Regions from separate parts of the Mus musculus genome. Here regions 2, 3 and 4 are each linked to region 1. Evidence: chromatin contacts called from public HiChIP or PLAC-seq and promoter capture Hi-C data. All regions are on one chromosome and are shown on one strand. Each heading gives the region's core, a stretch centred on a gene start, on an enhancer-like site or on the middle of the called end of the contact. The rest is flanking DNA. Distances are from core to core; before and after follow the strand shown. Region 1 holds the start of Pcnx4 (pecanex homolog 4). Region 2 holds the start of Mnat1 (menage a trois 1). Region 3 holds the start of Slc38a6 (solute carrier family 38, member 6). Region 4 has its middle 63 kb from the start of Daam1.

Evidence for each region. Promoter capture Hi-C pulls out the DNA fragments that hold promoters and counts their contacts. HiChIP or PLAC-seq counts read pairs in DNA pulled down with a chosen protein or histone mark. Capture Hi-C pulls out chosen DNA fragments and counts their contacts.
Region 2: a promoter capture Hi-C map of pancreatic islet shows a contact between it and region 1. The contact joins the promoter of Mnat1 here to the promoter of Pcnx4 in region 1. A contact is called at or near these places in 2 of 9 other capture datasets (adipose tissue and pancreatic islet).
Region 3: an H3K27ac HiChIP or PLAC-seq map of microglia shows a contact between it and region 1, with 6 times the contacts expected there. The contact joins the promoter of Slc38a6 here to the promoter of Pcnx4 in region 1. A contact is called at or near these places in 1 of 484 Hi-C or Micro-C datasets (CD4 T cells) and 1 of 115 datasets of contacts at active chromatin or transcription factors (microglia).
Region 4: a contact with region 1 is called in a promoter capture Hi-C map of liver, with 2.3 times the contacts expected there. The contact joins the enhancer-like site here to the promoter of Pcnx4 in region 1. A contact is called at or near these places in 8 of 39 promoter capture datasets (embryonic stem cells, hippocampal neurons, liver and 3 more), 1 of 15 datasets of contacts at CTCF or cohesin (pro-B cells), 3 of 115 datasets of contacts at active chromatin or transcription factors (bone marrow-derived macrophages, embryonic stem cells and microglia) and 2 of 9 other capture datasets (embryonic stem cells and pancreatic islet).

The regions. Positions count from the first base shown.
Region 1 is chr12:72,534,039-72,539,772 of GRCm38.p6, forward strand. It overlaps Pcnx4 (pecanex homolog 4), which reads left to right and starts at 2,319. Exons shown (of 11, transcript NM_026327.3): 1 at 2,319-2,501.
Region 2 is chr12:73,120,651-73,126,068 of GRCm38.p6, forward strand. Mnat1 (menage a trois 1) reads left to right here and starts at 3,067. Exons shown (of 8, transcript NM_008612.2): 1 at 3,067-3,276. The coding sequence starts at 3,188.
Region 3 is chr12:73,283,942-73,288,994 of GRCm38.p6, forward strand. Slc38a6 (solute carrier family 38, member 6) reads left to right here and starts at 2,907. Exons shown (of 16, transcript NM_001037717.3): 1 at 2,907-3,091; 2 at 4,452-4,582. The coding sequence starts at 2,984. It overlaps Trmt5 (TRM5 tRNA methyltransferase 5), which reads right to left and starts at 2,770. Exons shown (of 5, transcript NM_029580.3): 1 at 2,743-2,770; 2 at 694-1,334. The coding sequence starts at 2,747.
Region 4 is chr12:71,765,432-71,771,005 of GRCm38.p6, forward strand. No RefSeq gene overlaps it. Among named protein-coding and RNA genes, the nearest start is that of Daam1, 63 kb to the right of the region's middle. Within about 2 kb of position 3,665, at least 16 of the 459 cell types and tissues checked have an H3K27ac peak or open chromatin away from gene starts, as enhancers often do. A contact at or near this core is called in liver, where this site is marked.

The DNA.
Region 1 (5,734 bases), core at 1,069-3,568:
GCAGTTTCTATAATCAATTATTTCTTTCTTATTGTGTGTTTTCTCTTAGCATCACTTTTATTTCCTTTAAGAATTTTTTCATTTACAGCTTGAGTTGCTTGGTCTTGGAGGCCTGGCTTTCAGCCTGTCTTGGCTCTTGGCATGCCTGCCTCACGAGGCTTAGTCATTCTAGCTTCGATTCAAAGTGAGTAATACACAACTCTCCCCTTCACCTGGACACTTAGAGATCATTCTAGAATTACTAAATAGCCTAACTCTAGCACGGCTTTGTCTCAAGAAATGGGCTGCAGAAGTGGAGGAAAAAGGAAATCAACGAATCCGTAGAACTGTCAAAACACATTTCTCACTTAAGTTTGAGATAGTTAGAAAGGGGAAATAAGGGGCCATGGCAAGGAAGAAAAACCTTTCACTCCAGAGTCTGGTTGAAGTTCTATTCGCTAAGAGTCAAGAATTCTGCTGGTCCACCTCCCTGATCCCCCAAGGAAGTGTTTTGAAATTAAGATATGCATAATGTTTTTAGATATAATGCTACTATATACCTAGTGGCACACAATATCTTTTAAAGACTTATTTATTTTAATTATATGAGCACAATGTAGCTGTCTTCAGACACACCAGAAGAGAGCATCAGATCCCATTACAGTTGTTGTGAGCCACCATGTGGTTGCTGCAGGACCTTTGGAAGAGTAGTCATTGCTCATAACCACTGGGCCATCTCTCCAAACCAACACACAATATTTTAAGGTTAGAAACTTTTATATGTGTTGAGAAGCTCAAAAAGTTGTAATTCTATTTTGAAAGTTGAAGGTAAGATAGATAGTCCAGTAAAGCCGGGCATGGTGGCACATGCCTTTAATCCCAGCACTCAGAAGGCAGAGGCAAGCTGATTTCTGAGTTCAAGGCCAGCCTGGTCTACAAAGTGAATTCCAGGACAGCCAAGGCTATACAGAGAAACCCTGTCTCAGAAGAAAAAAAAAAAAAGTAATCCAGCAAGTGAAGAGAGTCAGCATAGTTATAATATTCTGTGAAGGTTACCTATAAAAAGGCAGTATTCCTTTCATGTAGAATCATTTCAAATAAGAATGGAAAAATACCTGCGAGCCATGCTTAAGGCCTAAGTATTTATGACCTCACACCTTTCTTAAGTATTTGTAAACCTGAAAGTATTTGGGACTCTCCAAACAAGACTATAAACATATTTTTCAAAACACTGTTTTTACTTTATCAGTTGTAATCCGATCCAAATTCAGGAACCTTCTGATATCACTCAACTTCCTTAGCAGAGCTTCCTACATAACCTCAGACATCACCAACACTGTATACGTAACATGCAAAGTGGAAGTCCCCACACTTTGATGTGTCTTACGCTGTCATTGAGCACATCTATCAGTCCCTCTATTTTATATTAAAATCACTTGTAGCCCGGCGTGGTGGCACACGCCTTTAATCCCAGCACGCGGGAGGCAGAGGCAGGCGGATTTCTGAGTTCGAGGTCAACCTGGTCTACAGAGTGAGTTCCAGGATAGCCAGGGCTACACAGAGAAACCCTGTCTCGAAAAACCAAAAAAAAAAAAAAAAAAAAAAAAATCACTTGTAGACTCCAACTCTGCTTCATACAGGCTCGCCCTGGAATTTTTTTCCTGTGGCAAATTCAAGAATCCCAACTTCACTTGAATGGAGATCTCTTGAAAAAAAAAAAATCCAGTTGCTAGGGTGACTATCTACAACCTGTGTCCCTGGGCCCTGGCTCGCTGCCACAGACAGGTTCATTATTTTACATGGATATAGTTTATAATGTGCCCAAAGTACTATAATACTAAGAGCAAAAATATAAATATAACAGGCACATGTTACCATTTAAAAACATTCCCATCCCTGAGGCTGTTTGAATGGCCTTAGTTCTGTAGTCATTAATGGAGGTATCCGAACCCTGGGGGATTGGACTTTTATTGCACTTCTGAGTCACGGGTCTGCCAATCTTGGAAAGCCTAGGCTCCCCAAGAGACAGTCAAGTCATCCAGCTCTCCAGCCTCGAGGTTGCCAAACGATGGACTCGTCACCAAGGCAACCACGTTCCTTCGTCTGGGCGTGGCCCGGGTGAGAGTTCAGAGGTGGTGCTTAGGCCGCTCAAGAACCAGAGCACCAGTGCGGAAGAAGTCTGGGCGTCTCCCACAACACTAGCCCGCCCGGCCCTGCGCGGAGGAAACCCCGCCTACCCTGCGCTGCTGTGCCGCACACATGAATCCGCCTCCGGCAGAACCAGGCGGCAGGGGGCGGGACGAGACGCACAGCCCCGCCTCCGAGCGCGCGTGCGCACTGACCCCTGGGAGGCACGAGCGCAGTTGATCTTAGCCATGGGAACGGGAGCGGTCCTGGAGGCCTCCGGTCAGCTGCTGGCGGGGCCCGCATCCATCCTCGGGCAGGAGTTCCCAACCGACTTCAGCTGGGGAGATGTGGTCCCAGGACGCCCTCGCGTCGCCTCTCCCCTGCGGTGACTCCAGGTATGTCCGTCCCCAACACACCTGAGACTTCGTTGCTGCCTTAGTTTCCACCCCTGGGTACTACTGGGTTCCTTCACCTTTTAATACCTCAAGAAACATCTTTCGCTCTCCATGAAACAGCTTTTAAATGCAATTATTGCTCTTTTTAATGTACTGAGCAAATTGAGTTGATCGAGGTAGTGATCCAGTTTGGCTTTAATGTGACTGAGAATACTTTTGCAGCCCGTGGAGTTACGTTTTATTTCTGAGAGGCCTCTGTGAAATGGAGAATGGCCCTTTGGCCCTGCTGAGGGATGGCCATGTTACTCTAATCAAGTTCATGGCCTATGCCCCTTAGGTAAGATCACTCTTTCTTGGTTTATCTCTGTCTCAAGCCCTCCTGACCAAAATTTGTTCATTCTTGGCCTCCTGGATATGTATAGCGCGTTTCTCAGGTTTCTCTGTCTCTATATAATCCTTTGCGTGTCAAAGACCAGAATTTTTAAAAATGAATCCCATTCGTTATTTATTAGACCTCTGAATTGTATGCTCTCTTATTCTCATGTTCCCCTTATTCATTTTTTCCACTATGGTTCTATTTTTTTTTCATTAAATCCCTGAGTTTAGAGAGAGAGCATTCATATTATTTTATATCTGCTTCCATTCACACCCAATCACCCATAATTTCTCACAGCATCCAGTACAGATATTGCCATTTTAGTGATTTAACTGCCTGGATCCCAGGCTAGCTACAGGTTATGCCTTTCCTACCTTTAGGAAATGCCTATTGGTTATTAACTGCTGTGGAAAATCCCGGGCAGGGGACCTTTGCATCCTCCTCTGTGAGAGCTTTCCTGAGGTACATACAATTCATTTTCTGGAAGTATACAGCTTACTGGTTTTGAGCATCTCAACAGGTTTGCACAATCATCTCTACAAGTTGGTTTCGGAGCAATTTGATTACCTCCAAAAGAAATCTTTTCTATTTAGCTGCTTTTTCTCTCTCCTCCCCAATATTCCTGCTATTAGTTGTAGGCAATCACTAATCTTTAGTCTCAACAAAATTATTTCAGATACTCGATATAAACACAACCTTAAAACATGTGATCTGTGTGCGTGCATCTAGCGAATTTTATGTTGCAGCTTGTATTATTCATTATTGTTTATTAGTATATTAGGCAGATATGCCCTGTATTATTTAGCCATTAGCCATTGGCAAAAAGAGTTTGCCAGTACTAATAATGCCGTGGACATTTTGTATAAATTTTTATGTAGGCATGTTTTCATGGATATAATACCTGGTAATGGAATAGGTATGTCAGAGGCTAATTCCCTTGTTTGGCTCTTTGAGAAACTGACAGATTTTTTTTTTTCCCAAAGCATAGCACCACTCACTGTACATCCCCACTAGATGTATTTGAAGGTTTTACATTAACCTCATCAACACTTGTTCTAGGCTTTCATTTTTATTTTAGCCAATCAGAGAAATTCACACTATCTCATGGTAGGTTTGGCTTGCATTTCCTCATGGCAAGCTTCATTTCCAGCATGGTCTATCACCCAGAAACTGTCAATTCTTATCCTTAGTTTATCTTTTTAAAACCAGGTTGTATTTTCATCATTGAATTGGGAGAATTAATTAATTAGCTAGTTAATTAATTAATATAGCTGAGATGCAGATCTCTAATTGCAGCCTTTTGCCATTCTGCAAATAGCTTCACTTCCCTGATGGCCTGGGCTCTTAACCGCTCTCGTTCAAGAGTGTTAGGTGCCAGTGTCCTCAGGCCAGCTTGGGTATCAGGTTTTACCTTTTATAACTTTTTATATTCCTTTCAAGTCCTCTATTCAAGAATCCTCAGAATTTGCCTGGTGGTTCCTGCCTTTAATCCCAGCACTCAGGAAGCAGAGTCAGGTGGATCTGTGAATTTGAGGCTAGCCTGGTCTACAGAGTCAGAGTTCTGTATCTTGTATTCATAGAATAATGATATGATGCATTAAAGAATAAACCTAAACTAAAAAGCTGCCTAGGAATTTGTTTCTTCTGGCCTTAGAGGAATGTGTGCACACTCATGTGCTGTGCGTGCTTTCAAGCTACTACTTTTTGTTGTATCTTTCTTTTTTCAAGGGATTTTAGTCCGCAGCATATGATCCATGAGTTGTTGTGTGGGTAACTAAGAATTCCGCCACGGCAGATTGCAAGTTTGAACTGCTTCTTACCCTGTGGGAATTTCATGACTCAGATTCCAAATGCAGCAGCGTCTCAGAGTCTGTTTGGCTGGCTCCCTCTCAGTGCGTATGTAGAGAGTGTATGGCCCGAGTCAGTGCTGTGCTGCCGTCATTAGCGCAGCTCTTGTTTCCTCAGGATTGAGTGTGCATTTGAACATGCTGGAGGAAGCCATGACAGATATGGTCTGTCCTTCCAGGTGCTGACCGCCCTCAGAAGCACATGCCAACATGTTACTCAGGGAATGAGTTTACTTCTTATGGTCATATTCTACAGATAATCCAGGCTAGCATTCACAATACTTCTCCACATAAATGTAATTGTAGTACCTCAAAAAATACTCTAAATTCTTAAGTATTTTTAAAATTTTTATGGTCTAGAATGACAATCAGAAGTTAACAGCTTATTATATACTTTTTACCCTATTGATCACTTATGAATTGTTAGGAAACAGACATCAATTTTTAAAATATCTTTACAATATTTTTTGAATATTAATGATTGAATAGGTTTTTACAGCAGACATCTAGCTATCATAAGTTTTTCTTTGCATAGGTTTGCATGGGTGCTATGCTTAGTCCTCTTCTTGTCTTAATTCTTTAGGTTCTGATCAAAATAGGCCACTATTTCTCCAAGTAATATCTATAAAATACTAAGTGCATTTTCTGTTACTAGATAACATGAGAAAAGTGGGCTTTGTGGTCAAACACGTTTAGATAACGCGAATGATACATTTTAAAGAGGTTTATGGTCGTCATGTTCTTCTCAGAGATTTCTTAAAGTTACTGGCCTGCTGCTAACCATTGCGACTCTAAGATGACAGTCTGTTCTGCAGTTTGTCTTTGACTTCCTTGACTGTGGGCTCCTTTTCAGGAAACATTGTATGAGTAAGCAGTCCAGTCCTTTGTGTCCTTAAACTTTTATTTAAATACCCCACTAAGATAACTAACAGCGCCATCTCAATAATTTCCCCTTTTCTCAAGGCTTTCTGAGCGAACTCACATTGAAAATCTCTCTCCTTGTAGTTCTT
Region 2 (5,418 bases), core at 1,817-4,316, 590 kb after region 1:
GATAAGTTTACTAAGGCCTTTTAAAATCAATAAGTGCAACGTGACAGGCCTCTAGGTCAGTAAGGCTTTTCATGTTTTTTTCCTTTAGTGAGCTTGGATTTGATTAACTTTGATAGGTGGACAGCATTATGATCAAGGAGATAATAGAGTTTATAAAGTGAGTCACTGATCCTTATATACTGGTGTCAAGCCTTGAGCCATCATGGCCTGCTTCCTCTGGAATGTGATATGTAGCTGTTTGTCATGCTTTCCCTCCATAACATATGGAAACCCTAACCAGGGATGTCTACTGTGTCCAGGTTTTAAGAGGTGGAGCTGTTTCCTTTATGTTTTTATTGAAGGGGGAAAGTTCTGTAAAGAGGTAAAATGACTGAGAATGGATACAACTGGTATTCAAGTCCTGGGATAATTTGGAAAAACTTGATTGAGACAAGTATGGTGCCTCATACTTGGGATCCCAGCACACTGGATACTGAGATAGGAGGACTGCCTCGAGTTAGAGGTCAGCCTGGACTACACAGTGAGTCCAGGTGAGTGTGAGAGCTTGAAGAAAAAAAAAAAACAAGTCATAAAACAGGAGTGATCACATAGTCCGTTACATATTACACCACATCCATCATTAGCTGAGGAACTATTGACATCTGGTAACTTCCAGGAAAGGAAAGCTCACTTTTCTTATGTGGAGTGGTCACTATCTCTTCCAGGGTAGGCCCCAAACCTAAGAGTAGTTGGCCAACACAAATGGACCTGGATGGGAAGGGGGGCATAAAGAGAGAGACAACAAAGAGGGAAAGAGAGGAGAAAGAGGCACACAGAGGAAGAGAGAGGAGAGAGAGAGGAGAGAGAGAGGAGAGAGAGAGAGAGAGAGGAGAGAGAGAGAGGAGAGAGAGAGGAGAGAGAGAGGAGAGAGAGAGAGGAGAGAGAGAGAGTAGAGAGAGAGAGGAGAGAGAGAGAGGAGAGAGAGAGGAGAGAGAGAGGAGAGAGAGAGGAGAGAGAGAGAGGAGAGAGGGGAGAGAGAGAGAGAGAGAGAGAGAGAGAAGAGAGAACAAGATGATGTTGGGTGGGTAGGAAGGGAGTGGCTGAGCGTGGACCTAGTAGTTGTGGAAGAGCACTGAATATGATCAAAATAAATTGTGTGGAATTCTCAAGTAAGTAATAAAATAATATTAAAACAAAACATGGAACAGGACTGGTGACACGGCATAGCAAGGAAAGGCACCTGTCACCAAGCCCAATGATCTGAGTTCCTCTACAGGACTCACACGGTAGGGAGCTAACTCCTGTAAGCTGTGCTGTGGCCACCACAGGCATGCTGCAGCACATGAGCACGCACACACACACACTACTTAGAATAAAAATATTAAAAAATGAACCACACCTCATACCAACAAGCAAACCAAACCAAGGCAACCTGTCTACAAGTTTACTTCAGACAGAATTTCAGTTAGATGGAGGTGATTACAAAAATGCTTGGCATTAAAAATGTCCACATTTCACTGTTATTTGATGGCCTTTTTATGAATTCATTTAGTCTCCATTAAGCCTTTGTTAAGTATCAATAAATCCTTATCTCAGAGGTGGAGAAGACTTGTCCCTTACCGTAAGAATAATTCATTATCTAATAGACCTTTCTAAGGCATCTATTTGGCTAGGCGTGGTGGCCCTCACCTTTGATCCCAGCACCTGGGAAGCAGAAGCAGGCGGATCTCAATGAGTTTGAGGCCAGCCTGGTCTACAAAGCAAATCCAAGACAGGCAGGGTTACACAGAGAAGTGCTGTCACCCTGTCTCAAAAAACAAAATAAACAAAAAAGACTTCTGTATTCTTGTTAATACAATAAATGTGGCTTACAATTCCCAGAGAGAATCAGGTCCTCAGAGTTTTGGGATTGCTGAAATAAAGTTGTGTGCCTTTTTCTCTCTCTCTTTCTTTCTTTCTTTCTTTCTTTCTTTCTTTCTTTCTTTCTTTCTTTCTCTCTCTCTCTCTCCTTTCTCTCTCTCTCTTTCTTTCTTTCTCTCTCTCTCTCCTTTCTCTCTCTCTCTTTCTTTCTTTCTCTCTCTCTCTCCTTTCTCTCTCTCTCTTTCTTTCTTTCTTTCTTTCTTTCTTTCTTTCTTTTTTTAAATTTGTTTTTGGAGACAGGGTTTCTCTGAGTGTAGCCCTGGCTGTCCTGGGACTTGCTCTGCAGACCAGACTGGCTGGAACTCAGCGATCCACCTGTTCCTGCCTCTTGAATACTGAGATTAAAGGTGTATGCCACCACTGCCCTGCTCGAATTGCTTTATAAAATAACCTTTTATTTAACATTTTGGAAAATAAATGAGGTCTTTTATTGGGGGCAAGACATATGAGAGTTAGGTTGTACAATTCAGCTTGCCTGGCAGTCTTGAGGGGAAGGCCTTTGTGTAGGAACAGGTACTAGATATTATTTATAGAAGTATTCTGACATTTAGTAAGAATTTGTACAAAGAATTGCATTTAGATAATTTTTATGAATGTAAACAATTTATCTTGTTTTTTATTTTGTTTTTATTTTTTTTTGTTATATATTTATTTATTTTGGAGACAGTGTCTCCTTAGGTAGCCCAGGCTGTACAGAATTCAGTATGGAGCCTAGATCCAACTCATGGCTGGTTCCTGCTTCAGCCTTCCTAGTGCTGGTATTATAGGTGTGAGCCACTACACTTAGCATTATTCTAATCTTCATATATGTGAATCAAATTATGTTCTGATTACACAACTATGAAGACATCTACAGTACAGACTGTCCAATTTTCTAAAAGAGACTACTAGTTTGTGTTATTGACTTCATACCAGCATAAATCTTTGAAATCATGTGGATGTTTCCAAACGAAACAAGAATTTATCTTTTTGATATGATATGGTTCCTTGTAAAATGTAATTAGGCAAGAGGTGTGTAATTTAAAAGCATCCGTTCTCCCATCCCAAGATACTGAACTGATTCACCTAAGGTTAGGTTGGAACTGTAGCGGCTGGAACGGAGAACTCGCTCCCGGAACGTTTGTTTTGCAGCGCCTGGCTTCCAGCCGGTGCTCTTTCGCGAAGGACCATTCCGGCCAAGTGCCTGTTGGTAGCAGCTTAGTTGACATCTGGTCTGGGGGTTCTTGTAGGTGGCAGTGGCTGAAATCCGTGTGGAGGAAAAAAAAAAATCCAAAGCCGAAGAGACGCCATGGACGACCAGGGCTGCCCCAGGTGTAAGACCACCAAGTACCGGAACCCTTCTTTGAAGCTGATGGTGAACGTGTGCGGACACACTCTGTGAGTCTGGCGACCGTGGATTCCTGGGGTGGGAGGACAGCCCTGGGAGATGCCAGGAGGCCGCTGGGGGGTAATAAAGGGTGTGGTTCGTCTAAACAGTGGGGGAGGGGGATGCAAAAAGGGAGCGTCGATCCTTTAAAAGGTTCGTAGCCGCTCGCCCCTATCTTTTCTGGCCTACTTTGAAACTGGAGTTTTGATTGTGGCAAGCAGAAGTTTGGCAGGTTGACCCTCATCCACCTTTCCAGCCAGTGAAAATCTCGAATTTTTCCAGCTATGTGTTGTTAGCTAGACTCCAGACAGATGTCTGGCTGAAAGCGTGAGGGATTAGAATCTTTAATTTCTTAATAAATGTTTTTTTTTTTTAATTGAAAAGAGAACTGAAAACTTACTTTGGGTGTATACTGTTGCTGTTGATCGAGTGAACTAGTTGGAAAGCCTTCTGTGTATGTATACGTGTCCTGATGAGTTATGTTAGACTTAAATCATGTAAAGGAAGAAAATACAGACTTAAGGCAGTTACTTTGTAGCTAGATAATGGTTGGCTTTTATTGCGTGCTCATTTTGTTCCAGGCACTGTAGAGTCTTACCGTGAGCCATCTCTTGATAAGTTTATGCAGGTATAGTTTCTTCCTCACCGGAAATGATCCTGAGATTTCTCAGGATTGTGGGTCGTAGGAGTATGGATCCCAGGAAGTGGCTCTGGGAAGTAAGTGTATTTTGGTTGCTCAGTGGTGAAAGGATGGCGAGTGATTTTTTTGTATAAATGTTTTGAAGAATAAATGCAGAGTTTTGGTTAAAGTGTTTGTCAGTTTTTTATGGAGAAGTGGTTTAAGTAAAAGATAGTCTGAGACTAAAGGTACTATAAAGTTGTGAGCACAATATTCCTATAGGCTCAGTCTTCCTCCGGAAGGAAAAGGTAAAGTACAATGTGGTAGACAAGGTCTTCAGGCAGAAATTTGCACAATGAGCTATATATATAATTGTCATAATGTGATTATTAATTTCCTTAATTGGTCTTTCTTTTTTTTTTTTTTCCACGACAGGGTCTCTTTTCCTAATTAACTTTTATTTTGCTTTAGACAGCGTAACTGTGTCTGGATGGTTTAAGATTAAAAATCCAGAAAAGGCAGTCAACTGGAATGCATGAACTGTGGCAATGAGGGAATACTGCTGGTATATAATTAGGTGCTTGTTAAGACTGGGCATCAAGTGTTAGTCCAGCCTGACTTTAAAACTTTAGATTCTTCTCTGACTAAAAGTGTTAGAATTTCAGGTATGCACTACCATGACTAGCAGACTGTTAGATTTTTAGAAAAGTTTTGCAAAATTTCTGTGTCACTTATTTTAGCTCTGAAAAAATATTGAGATCATGTTCGTCCTTCATCCCCACTCTATCCTCCTTTAATTCCCTTCGAACTTCATCCCAAATTCTCCACCAGCTGCACCACTGAGACACATTCTCCCCCACTCACCACTGGGTACCCTCTGTGTTTGTGATGGAATGTTGAAGGGCAGATGGCTGTTGCTGTGGTGTGCACTCGAGGGCTGTTCCATGGCACTCCCTCTCATCTCTGGCTTTAACATTCTTTTTGCCGGCCCCAAAGCCTCTCAACCCCCATGTGTGGTGTGTGTGTGTGTGTGTGTCTATGATGTAGCTGTTCATCTATGATGTAGCTGTTCCATTTCTTTTCTTTTGTACTGGATTATTGTAGTGATGGAGTTTTCCTGCCTAAGAGTCTGGATTTTTTGCTTACTGAATAGTCTCTTTGGCTTTGTCTACTGTGTTTCTCTGTCCTCTGTGTTAAATCAAAATGATTAGGTGTATTGAGTTTTATCATATTTATATTTCACTGATGTATTTGTTGGTGAGAATAATTAGTAAGTGGTGTTTATTTATTTTGAGTAATATATAGAGATGTACACATTAGGAAACAGCACCTTGATTGGGCAGAACAGAAGGCACTCATCCTTGGGGGTTGCTCGAAAACGTGTGGGTATCCTCCGTGAGTTCTCTGGTCAGGGAGGAGGCTTCATTGAGAATTTCAGCCGCACAAACTTTCCCACACTTGCTCTCATCGTGCTGGGGTTACTGGCACTTGAGGCCATGTGCAGCTTTTTGTGTGGGTACAAGTATCTGAGCTC
Region 3 (5,053 bases), core at 1,657-4,156, 750 kb after region 1:
ATGCTACATTTTAAAGCTGGGAATAATTCCCACATGTTTTGAAAATTACTGTATTAAAAAGAGTAACCTACAGAATGCATGTATACCAAGTATTTATATAAAATGTGATTTTGATTATCCTTCTATCCAAATAATAAAGGCTGTGGGTTTCCCTGGAGCTACAATAGTAGGGTGTACATAGCAGTTTCTAAAAGGCTAGGAGCACTTAAGAAAGTTTTAAAGTGTTTACCATAAAGAAGAGGCTTAATTAGCTAAATTACTAGCTAAGTCACTAGCATTGTATATGTGACTCTGAAACACCAAATTTCAAAACCTTGTACTGACCAATGTCCCAAAGGCCTAATGGCTTTTTGGACCAAAAGGATTTTGTTCAATATAACAAAGTGGTTGGAGAGAGAGAGAGAGAGAGAGAGAGAGAGAGAGAGAGAGAGAGAGTAAGAGTATGTGTGTGTGTGTGTGTGTGTAGGCCCAAAAGTCTCTGCCAACACTATGACTACAAAGAAGATATTCCAAAATGTTTTTCAAAAAGGGGGAAGGTGCTTCTGATTTGGTTTCAAATAAAAACTAAACTACCCTGCTTTTTTTTTTTTTACCCTGTTTCTTTAAGTTAGCATTTTGAAATAAAAAAATTAAGCACTAAAACTAGAATGTCACTTTTTTTCTAGAGTATGAATCTGACTGTAATCCACCTACCAATTAAATGCTTGAAGGGCAGCTGGTGATCTCGGAGATTCAGGTGTGCAATATGCCCAACCCTGCTGAATCCAGAGGTTACATCTTGACCTTCAGGAAGCACAGCTTTCAAAATTTCTTCTGACTTAAAATTTTCATATGTTAGTTCCAAGTTGTACTGGGATAACTGTGGGCTGACATCAAGTTCTTTTAAAACTCCGAGTTCTGCTTTGTCAAAGGAATCAGCAGTAAGCATCCTGTAGGGGTCCAACATGATCAGCCTACTGTCTTCATCCTTGGGATCCTCAATCACTCGCTTTATGCCCGGGCGCTGCAGGGCTACTCTCCTGAGGGCTCGCATCAATCTGTTGACTACTTCTTTCCTCGCTTTAAGCACAGGGATGGACACTGTCTTCTTAAAAGCTGTTCTATCAAGTTCTCTCATTCCTCGAACGTCAGAGGGTGGTGAAAATAATTCACTATCTCTCACACTTGCTTCTATTTCTGGCATGGTTGAGAGTCCTTGTCTTTGACCCAACAAGAAAACAGAAGGCGCTTTCCTAAGTCTCGGCACCAGGGTAAACAACAATATTGATTCACTGGGGTGACACCATTCCACTTGCAAAAGTCTTCTTGAGAATCCAAATAGCTTCCATACGATTCTGGGGAAAATAACAAAACAAAACACCAAACACCATCAAGCTACATGTGAACACATTCACAATGGCTTTTGAGGATGAAAATATAAATTATCTTTCAAGTCACCTGCCAAGTGCTGACAAAAGGTTTGGATGGCAAGGGAGGGCAGTCTCTCTTGCAGGTTAGAATGATCACTGTCCCTGGTAAATAATACATTTGCATTTTCAGTCTATTTGCCCCTATAACAGAAAAATTAGTGGTCTAGCAATCTCCCTATACCCAAAGAACTCTGCTCACAAATTTCGACAGAATACACATAGAATAGGAAGTATGAAATTTGAGTTAAGGGTCATCTCTAAATGAAATGATCACTATATGTGATGCCACCAATGGTAATACTTACTGGGATATTCTTAGGAGATCTTATTTTATTTATTCAACGGGCTGTTGTATCAGAAGCTGTGTTATGAAGTTTGTAAGCTAAGGGGTAAGTTAATCACCCAAAGTTATGTGGCTGCTAAGTGGCTTGGCAAGGCTTAAACGTTCATTAAGGTCTTAAAATGTAGCTCACTGGTAGAAAGCTTGCCTAGCACGCATGAGGTCCTGGGGTCATCCCTAACAGCACATAATATCAGGCATGGTGGTGCCTACCTGTAATCTCAGCATGAGGAAATAGGAGGATTAAAAGTTCAAGGCCAGCCTGGGATGCATTTGAGACCAGACCTCAAAAACAAACAAACAAACAAACAAACAAAAAAAAAAACAAAAGCTTGGTTAAAAATGACCTGAAAGCTGGGGATACAGTTTAGCTAGAAGTGTACCTAGCAAGCACAAGCAAATTCATGGGCTTTCAGCACTACATAGCCTGGGCACAGTGGTGCAGGCACTCAGAAAGCAGATCAGAAATTAAAGTCATCCTCCAGGTTGGTCTGGATACATGAGATTTGTCCCTTCCCATATGACCTTAGTATACTGTTAGGATGTCTATCATAGTGTACTGCCATATGCCATGCCTATAACTAAAAGCTTCAGTATTTTGACAAGGCTTTACTGTGTTGTTTGAAGTAAATGTAGGCGTCCGTTTTCCATCTGTAATATGTGGTTTAAACTATGAAAAGATTTTTGTGGTAATGGGAACCTAATCCCGGCACTTCTCATGCTATCCAATCCTACCACTGGGTGCATCAGCCCTCACCATGCATTTGACCAGCCCCCTACCCAAGGGCTCCGGCCTCGGCTTAGCGGCCGGTGGACAAGGAGATGAATGACCTGGTGGCCTTTTTGCGCTCATTGGGCAAGAAAGAAGAGCACGAGTCCCGCCGCGGTACCGTCAGGTTTTCTACATCACCCGGGACACTACTGCCCCCTCACCAGCTGCACCTTTCCAGGGCCAGCGTCACCCGAGGCCGGCTTCAGACCCGAACCCCTCACCTCATGCTCTGGTGCAGCTCGGAAATAGGGCGTCGGAGGCTGGTGACGTCATCACTGCTGGCCGCGAAGGCAGCGTAGAGTCCGACCCTGTGGACTCGCACCTCTCTTCCGGGCCCGCGATTTGCTACGAGAGCCCGGAAGGGCCAAGCCCGTAGCTCCGCCTCTGAAGCCGCTCAGCCGGGGCGCTTGGGGTTAGGGGAAGCGGCTCCGTGATTTACTTAGCAGTCGGTCGCGGAGCACCATGCAGGCGTCCCGGCACAGCATCCAAGCGGAGCCAGGCTGGTACGTCTCTGCCCAGCAGCCAGAGGAGGCGGTGGCTGCAGACGAGTGGAGTCCGTTGCTAAGCAACGTAAGTGGGCTTTACTGGCTGCGCTGGGTTCCTGTGCGCTTCGGTATCTTTCAGGGCTTGCAAGAGGAGCCTTGGACTGCAGGGGACTGACCCTGGGGTGGGGCCCGAACCACTGACCCCAGGCGAGTTTGGAATGTGGCAGCAGCATGGAGCACTCAGTCAATAGTGAGAGGCTTGGAACACCAGCGGGATGAGCCTCGGTTTTGTGACTCACCATTGCTTTGTGTCATTGTCGCCTCTGTCTCCTCTAGCCTTGTGAGGTCTTGCAAGAACATCACACGATGTTTCTTTTCTGGATTTAATCATGGGGCCAAGGGAAAGATGAGCTATAGGCACTTTAATACTCAAGTCCCTGTAAGTGAAGATGAGGAGAGGTCTCTGGTAATGTGCACATTGCTCGTCCTTAACCTAAAGCCGGTGTAGTGGGCTGTGTGTGCCCGGGGGCCCCGGAGCCTCTTCGGTCTTGAATGTCCAGCCTAGGAGGGCCTTGGGCATGCTAGAAAAACTCCCTAACTCAGAGCTGCTTTCCAGTCCTGCCACTCCACTTTTTATGAATCCCTGGACTGTAACAGCTGATGGTTTGGTTTATGTTGTCCCTGTAAGATATTCCTGCTAATCGACTTAATTCATTAGGCATATAAACAAAAGGTTAGTTTATTGCGGTCCTCGTACTTGAGGAAGAAGAGTTAGGGACAGAAGTTCCATGCTGACACTGGGATTCTTCAGGAAGCACGTGACTGAGGCCCGTTCCTCCTCTGTCTCCACCCTATCTTGATCTCTTGAAGTCACAAGGCTGTGGCTCCCACTGAAGCCAGCTGGGCCCTGCATGGGAGGAAGTAATTTTCCTGGAAGACTCGTTTCCTTGAGTTGCACCAATAGGTCAGAACGGAGGGAAAGGAACAAGTGTTATGTCCAAATGTGCTTTTCCTTGGGGTAATAACTCCTATGACGGAAAGCAACTTGGGAAGGGAAGGGCTTATTTCATCTTACAGCTACAGTCCGTCTTGAAGGAAAGTCAGGGCAGGAATCTGGAGGCAGAAACTGAAACGGGAGACCCGGAGGAAATATTGACTTGCCCCTACTGGCTTGCTCAGTTTGCTCTCCTTCATCCCCAGGAAGGCCTGCCTGCTCAGGGATGCCCCCACCTAAAACAGGCCGTGTCTTGGCCAGTCTCTTTAGGGCATTCTCCCAATTGAGATCCCCTCTTCTCCAATGAGACTAGCCTGTGTTACATGGGCGAAAGAACTAGCCACGTCCTGGTTAATTAGTGTTCACACGATTCCTCAAGTGTGTAGAATGGCTCAGCACACTTTAACTTCCTTCCTCAGGCATTTAATGTGGGTAAATGGTGTGTTTCCAGGAACCTCACAGGCAGGGATCCTCCGGTGCTTCCTTTGGTCTCTCCGTCTTTAACGTGATGAACGCCATCATGGGAAGCGGCATCCTTGGTTTGGCGTATGTGATGGCTAACACGGGTATCCTTGGATTTAGGTGAGGCCTGTTTCCATATTTTGTCATCACACGGTTCCATTTTGATAAGGAATTTTGATTCCAGAAGTTACCGGTCTACAATTTCTAGTTGGATTACTTCTGGGGTTTTAATGCTGTTTTGTTCCCCTTGTGCCTATCTAGTTCTGTGCTTTGGAGGAATGCTCCCTACAGTCATGCATGGCTTGAGGGGGTGGGCATTCATGTAGGAACCTCAAGAAAGGAACCCCGGGGCTCTAAGATAGCGTGGGCTTTAAAACAGCACCAGCAAAGCGGGGCTCTGGTGTAAGAATCAGAACCCAAGGGCTTATAGGGCACAAAAAAGAAAGGGAAGGCCACTGAGCATTGTCCCTTTTGGGCAGGTTGTTGCTAGGGGAAGCTTTGGAGATAAGGTAAGTGGTTAGGATGTCATGTGATAGATAAGCAGCTTTCCTGGTCAGACATGACTGGGGTCCATAGGGCACAGTGGGTAAG
Region 4 (5,574 bases), core at 2,415-4,914, 770 kb before region 1:
CCAAAGAGGAGAGGGCGCCTGGGTGGCCCTGGGTTTCTTTATGTCCATAAGCTTGTTCACACTGCTATCAGTTTTCTGCATGCTAATGTTAATAGCTGCAGAATGATAAAATCACCTCGAAATGACGAAGACACATATTTTTATAGAGAGACAATCCTCAGAGGCAACAGCTTGACTTTGAAAATACGATCATCTTGCTTACCTATCCCAATATCTCCCACGTCTCAGTACATGGATCAAGGAGAAGAAAACAAGTAGGGTTGCTCTGTGAGCATGTCCCTTTCCTGTCATGGAGTTTGGGATCAAGTGTGGTGGGGCAACGAATGGACATTCACTCCAAGTCTAGCCCTAGCAGGGTGTTTCAGAAATGAGATACAAAAGCATATATTTTTTTGCATTCATTTTCATTGCTATTACTTTTAAACTATATTTAGCATGTGTGTCTGTGTGCATGTGTGTTGTTAGTGTGTGTGTACATGTGTGTGTACAAATATGTGGGCTGAAGAGATGGCTCAGCGGTTAAGAGTACTTACTACTCTTCCAAAGGTCCTGAGTTCAAATCCCAGCAACCACATGGTGGCTCACAACCACCTGTAATGAGATCTGACTCCATCTTCTGGTGCATCTGAAGACAACTACAGTGTACTTACAAATATGCATACACCATGAACAGATAACAGCTTGCAGAAGTCTGTTCTTAAGTTCTACCATGTATGTCTTGAGGACTGAGTTCATGACATCTGACTTGACGGCAAGTGCCTTCACCTGCTGAGCCACCCTGCCAGCCCTCCAGTTAACTATTTCTTCTTAAGACTGACTGTTTGCCTATATCTCTATGGCAGAACTTGCTGAGTGAAATCAGTGGCTCCAGCTGCATTTCCAGTCAACCAGTCACTTGGAAACACTTAACCCCAATGAAAGGAATTACACAACAGCAAAACTCCCACTCACCTACCGATTGCTTAGGCAGCTTTCGGACCAACTCTCTTGGCCATGTTCTCCATAGCTGTACAGCTTATCCGTGATTTTTTCCCCCAACCATACTCTCTCTTGTTTCTCCATCACACCCAAACCTTAGGAGAGAATATTCTTTGTCTTTTTTTTTTAGGATTTATTTATTTATTATACATAAGTACACTGTAGCTGTCTTCAGACACACCAGAAGAGGGAGTCAGATCTCATTACAGATGGTTGTGAGCCACCATGTGGTTACTGGGATTTGAACTCATGACCTTCGGAAGAGCAGTCAGTGCTCTTACCCTCTGAGCCATCTCACCAGCCCTCTTTGTCTTTTTTTTTTTTCCAACTGAAGAACAGATTTTATTTATTCAGAGGAAACTGATCTGGTCCATAATTAACTCAGTTTAGTGGCCTCTGCCTTTTCCAGCTTGGCAATGGCAGCCAGACTTTGAACCCAAAACCTTGTCTCACAGATGTCTGCAGTTCCCATAGTATCTGTAGTAGTTGCTCCTTGAAGCTTCCAGCAGCCTAGCCAGAACAGCATTGTCTTCTGTGTTAACCTGTGTGAAGGCAATGCAGATCCATTTCCTCCAGTGGACCAGATGCCCCCAACCTGTTCTTCCTCCAGCTGATGCAGCAGACCCCCATCATGTGACCACTAGCTAAGCCTTCTTGTTTCCCACTAAGGTAGAGGCAGTATTGACCCTGGCTTGAAGGCATGGCAGTCTTTCAGTGGGGAGAGCACCCTTCAAAGGCAGCTCTCTTCTTCACCCAAGCCAACAGCCTCTTCTTCTCCTGCCCTGCCTCTGGCCTGTGCTTGTGGACTGGCTCTGATAGCCTAAGCTGGCTGAACTGGTTTATTGCAGGAGGCTCGTTAGCCCACAGGAGAGGACAGCCCTTTGCAGCTAAAGCCAGGTGCAGCAGAGCTGTTTGAAGTAGCCAGTGACGTCCCATTTTGGCTGGATATCCCATAGGGTGCCAAGATTCTTGGGCCTTTTCTCAAACAGAGAATTCACTGTTGGCATATTTGTCTTATTATTTTATTGGGTTCTTATATCTCTACCTCCCTTCCAACCCTTATTCCTTTCAACCCCAACACTGGATAGGAGAGAAAGAAGATTAGAGGGAAAGGGGGTGTGGTGTAGACCTCTCTGGCCTATTTCCTGCCAATTTGGGTCTTTGGATTCCTTGGGGTAAGTCCAATCTTAGTCATCAGAATATCTGGCCATCCAGAAAACCAGAAGACAAGCTATAGCAAACCCACCAGCAGCAGTGGGGGAAGCAACTGGAAGAGCATCAGCCAGCCCCACAGGCCCTCTTTGGGATCTCCTGTTTATGCCTTCTTCAGAGTCTTCTATCACACACACACACACACACACACACACACACACACACCACCTAGAAACAATCACAGTTAATTGCTGTGGACAACCTGAAGCAGCCCCATATCCCACGCTTGAGAATTAAATAAAAAATATATATTCACATAAAGAACTGTATTTTTTTTTTTAAGAAACCAAAACTCTCACTACAATTCACCATCTTTTGGGGCTCCTGGTCTTTTGTAAGAGCAGAGCTGGGACCACCTTCCTCTACACTGCCGTCTTTTCCTCTACTGGACAGAAAAGGAAAACCCCATTAGCCAATCTCCCCTGTGACTCACTTGGCCAGGAGATGTAGCAGGCTGACTGTGGTCAGTGTGGAGCAGTGAGGGGCAAACCCTCTCAGTCTCACCACCTCCTAGGACACAAGTGATGTTTAAAATGTTTGCAATGCTCTAGGAAAGTGGACCGGAGATGCCTCTCAGCTGTACAGTGCTTGCCTGGTATACACATAGCTGCAGCTTAATCCCTAGCTTAAAAAAAAGAGGAAGCAGAAGAATCCGAAGTTCAAGGTCATCCTCAGCCACACAGTGCGTTCCAGGCCTGCCTGGGATACAAGAAATAGAGTCTTACCTGTAATAGATTTGAAAAACAACGGCACAGAATGCCTCGGGTAAGATCGCTGATACCAAAATCACGTCCCTCTCCGACAACAGAACCAGTTAAAAGCCCTCTGTTTTCAGACTCTTTGATCTTAATTCAAATTAACTAAGACATTGTCTAGACTTTACCTAAAGTTTTCAAGGCTACAAATCAAATTAGATCTGTCCTAACAGAAAACACAAATTATGGATGGAAGAGAGCCCCCATCAACTGGCAGAGAGAACGATGGCAAGACGCTACCAGAAGGTGGCGGTGTTGTGCTTCGAAACGTCTCAAAGGTTGCCTGGAACTTGAAGCTTGAAGCGGAGACTCAAAACTCCGTGAGTTTATTGTTTTTGACATTCTCTACTCTTCCCTCTTCTAATGAAGAGTGTAGCACGGCTCTGTTGAGCATTTTGCCCGTAAAAATCCTTAAAATGCAAACGCCGACAAGAATACTGGTTTTCGTTTAAAAGCAGACCAACCAGGCAAAATTTCCTGCTGGAAGCTCTGCACAGGAAAGCAAAGGTCCTAGGACCTTAAGAAAACTTGGGTACACACGACAAAAACTGTATTCATAAAACCAACATTCTAACTTACGAATAATAACTAATAACGTACATAGAACTTACTAAGGCATTGTGAGAAAGAACAGAAATTATTCTCTACCATTCTCAGCTTTCTTGGACAGCAGCAGCAGTAATGACAGTCAGTGGCTGCTCTAAGTCTTTTTCTCTACTAAGCAGAGGCTCTTGTTCAGTAGCTTAAGCCCAAAGCACTGCGTGAGCACCACATATGTATTCTCTGGCTTCGGAGAGTCATGGAGGCGGCCACTGCTGTGTCACCCATTGTGGAAACAGAGTCATGGGCGTTGGTGGGGGGTGAAGGGTGAGGGGTGGGGGCGGAGGGTGGGGGCGGGGTTGTTTAGCTTCCTACCATTTTACTGTGTTTACAGGTCAGAGGGCAGTGGTCAGTTAACACCTACTACTCGCTCCTCTCCACCTTCTTGGTTTGAGATCCTTTTACTTATTCCTGAGGGCACAGAGGTTGATGCTGGTGAGGGAGAAACACGTCCACACTGTAGCACACCAGTCATGCATTTTTTAACATGAGCGTTTATGGAAATTGACTCCTAGTGTTTAGACACAGTCTTTTACTTCATTGGTTATTTATGATGCTTTGGGCATGGAAACGTGAGCTAGACTTGAAGGCTGGCGAAGGGAAGGGACTGAACTACCAACAGCCTTGCCCTCTCGCAGAGGAAAAGAAAATTCTTGCTTTCTCCAAACTGTATTCCAAAATAAATAAATAAATAAATAAATAAATAAAACTTCAAAGGATTACATTACCAGGATTCCAGCCATCTTTTTTCCATAAATTTTAAAAGTGAATTGTTTAATGCCTTTAGTGGAGTAAAATAGTTCAGAGAAGGGCAATATTATTATAAATAAGGAGCAACATAAACTTAACATAATGGATGCACTTACAGATGGATTTTGCTAATTTATTAATGGTATTGCTACTACAGGTTTATTTGTTTAACTAATAAAATGGGTATTGTGGAAATTAGCGCAGCATTTGATTTGAGATGTTGGAAAATAATAAGGATTTGAGGACGGCAGAAATAATAATAGTGTTCGGTCCCTCAGTGCTGACACAGTCTTCTCCAGCTTGAACGGAGAGAAGGAAGAATCGTTATTTAAAGCCTACATGTGAGATTTATTGAGGGACATTAGAAATTTGCGGTAGATACAGTCATGGGAGTACATTTCTAATAAAAGATTCCCCCATACAACCGTGAGTGGCTGTGCACAGGCAGGCATTGAGTCTTAGCAGCGAACCATCATTCGCTTGGCTGTATATCTCCCAAACTGAGACCTCCTAATGAGCCTCCAAGATGGCTGGCACATCTGCTGTCTTCAGAGAAGCAGAGACATGCTTGGCTCTGGGTCCAAACCATTACTCCTCACTTCACATTGAGATCCTATCTAGGAAGACTGTAAGCATATTGAAGGTGCCTGGAGTACATCGGAAAGCTGGGACCTTCTGGCAGGAACTAGTGGGACAACCCACTTGTGTTTCCGGAGGAAGTCCCATGAGTCACACATCACCATTCTCGAGTGTCAAGAAATCACTCCAATCTCTGTTTTAACAAAGCCAAATGATGGTGTGACCAGGGTAAGTAAAATGTAGCAAAGGAGACATCAGGACCACCCTGATTGGACAGGCTTCCCTCCAGCCAGGGGACACCTAAGGATACCGGAAGTCTCCAGGAGATTTGCTAATAAGGGCCAAGTTCGTTACCGCAGATGGACAGATTCTGGACCCTCCTGACTCATATCTTTCCAAGTCTGTTCTTGTAAAATCGAGGCTGAGTTCCTGCACCAAGCTGGAAGAGAATTTGATAAGAAGAGGTGACATGGCTAATGGAATCTACAGAAGCCGTCATGTCCTCTGACATAGTTCTGTCGCATAGACTCACTAGGCCGGCCTGACAAGCAGAGTCACTGTCATGACAGATATTCAAATACTTCATATATTTGCTATGTAAAGACTCTGATGATAGTTAGAACAACTTCAAAGGGCTGAGGCTGTTGTTTAGTAATGGAGGGCTTGCCTAACATGTGCCAGGCCTCAGTTCTGTCCCAGC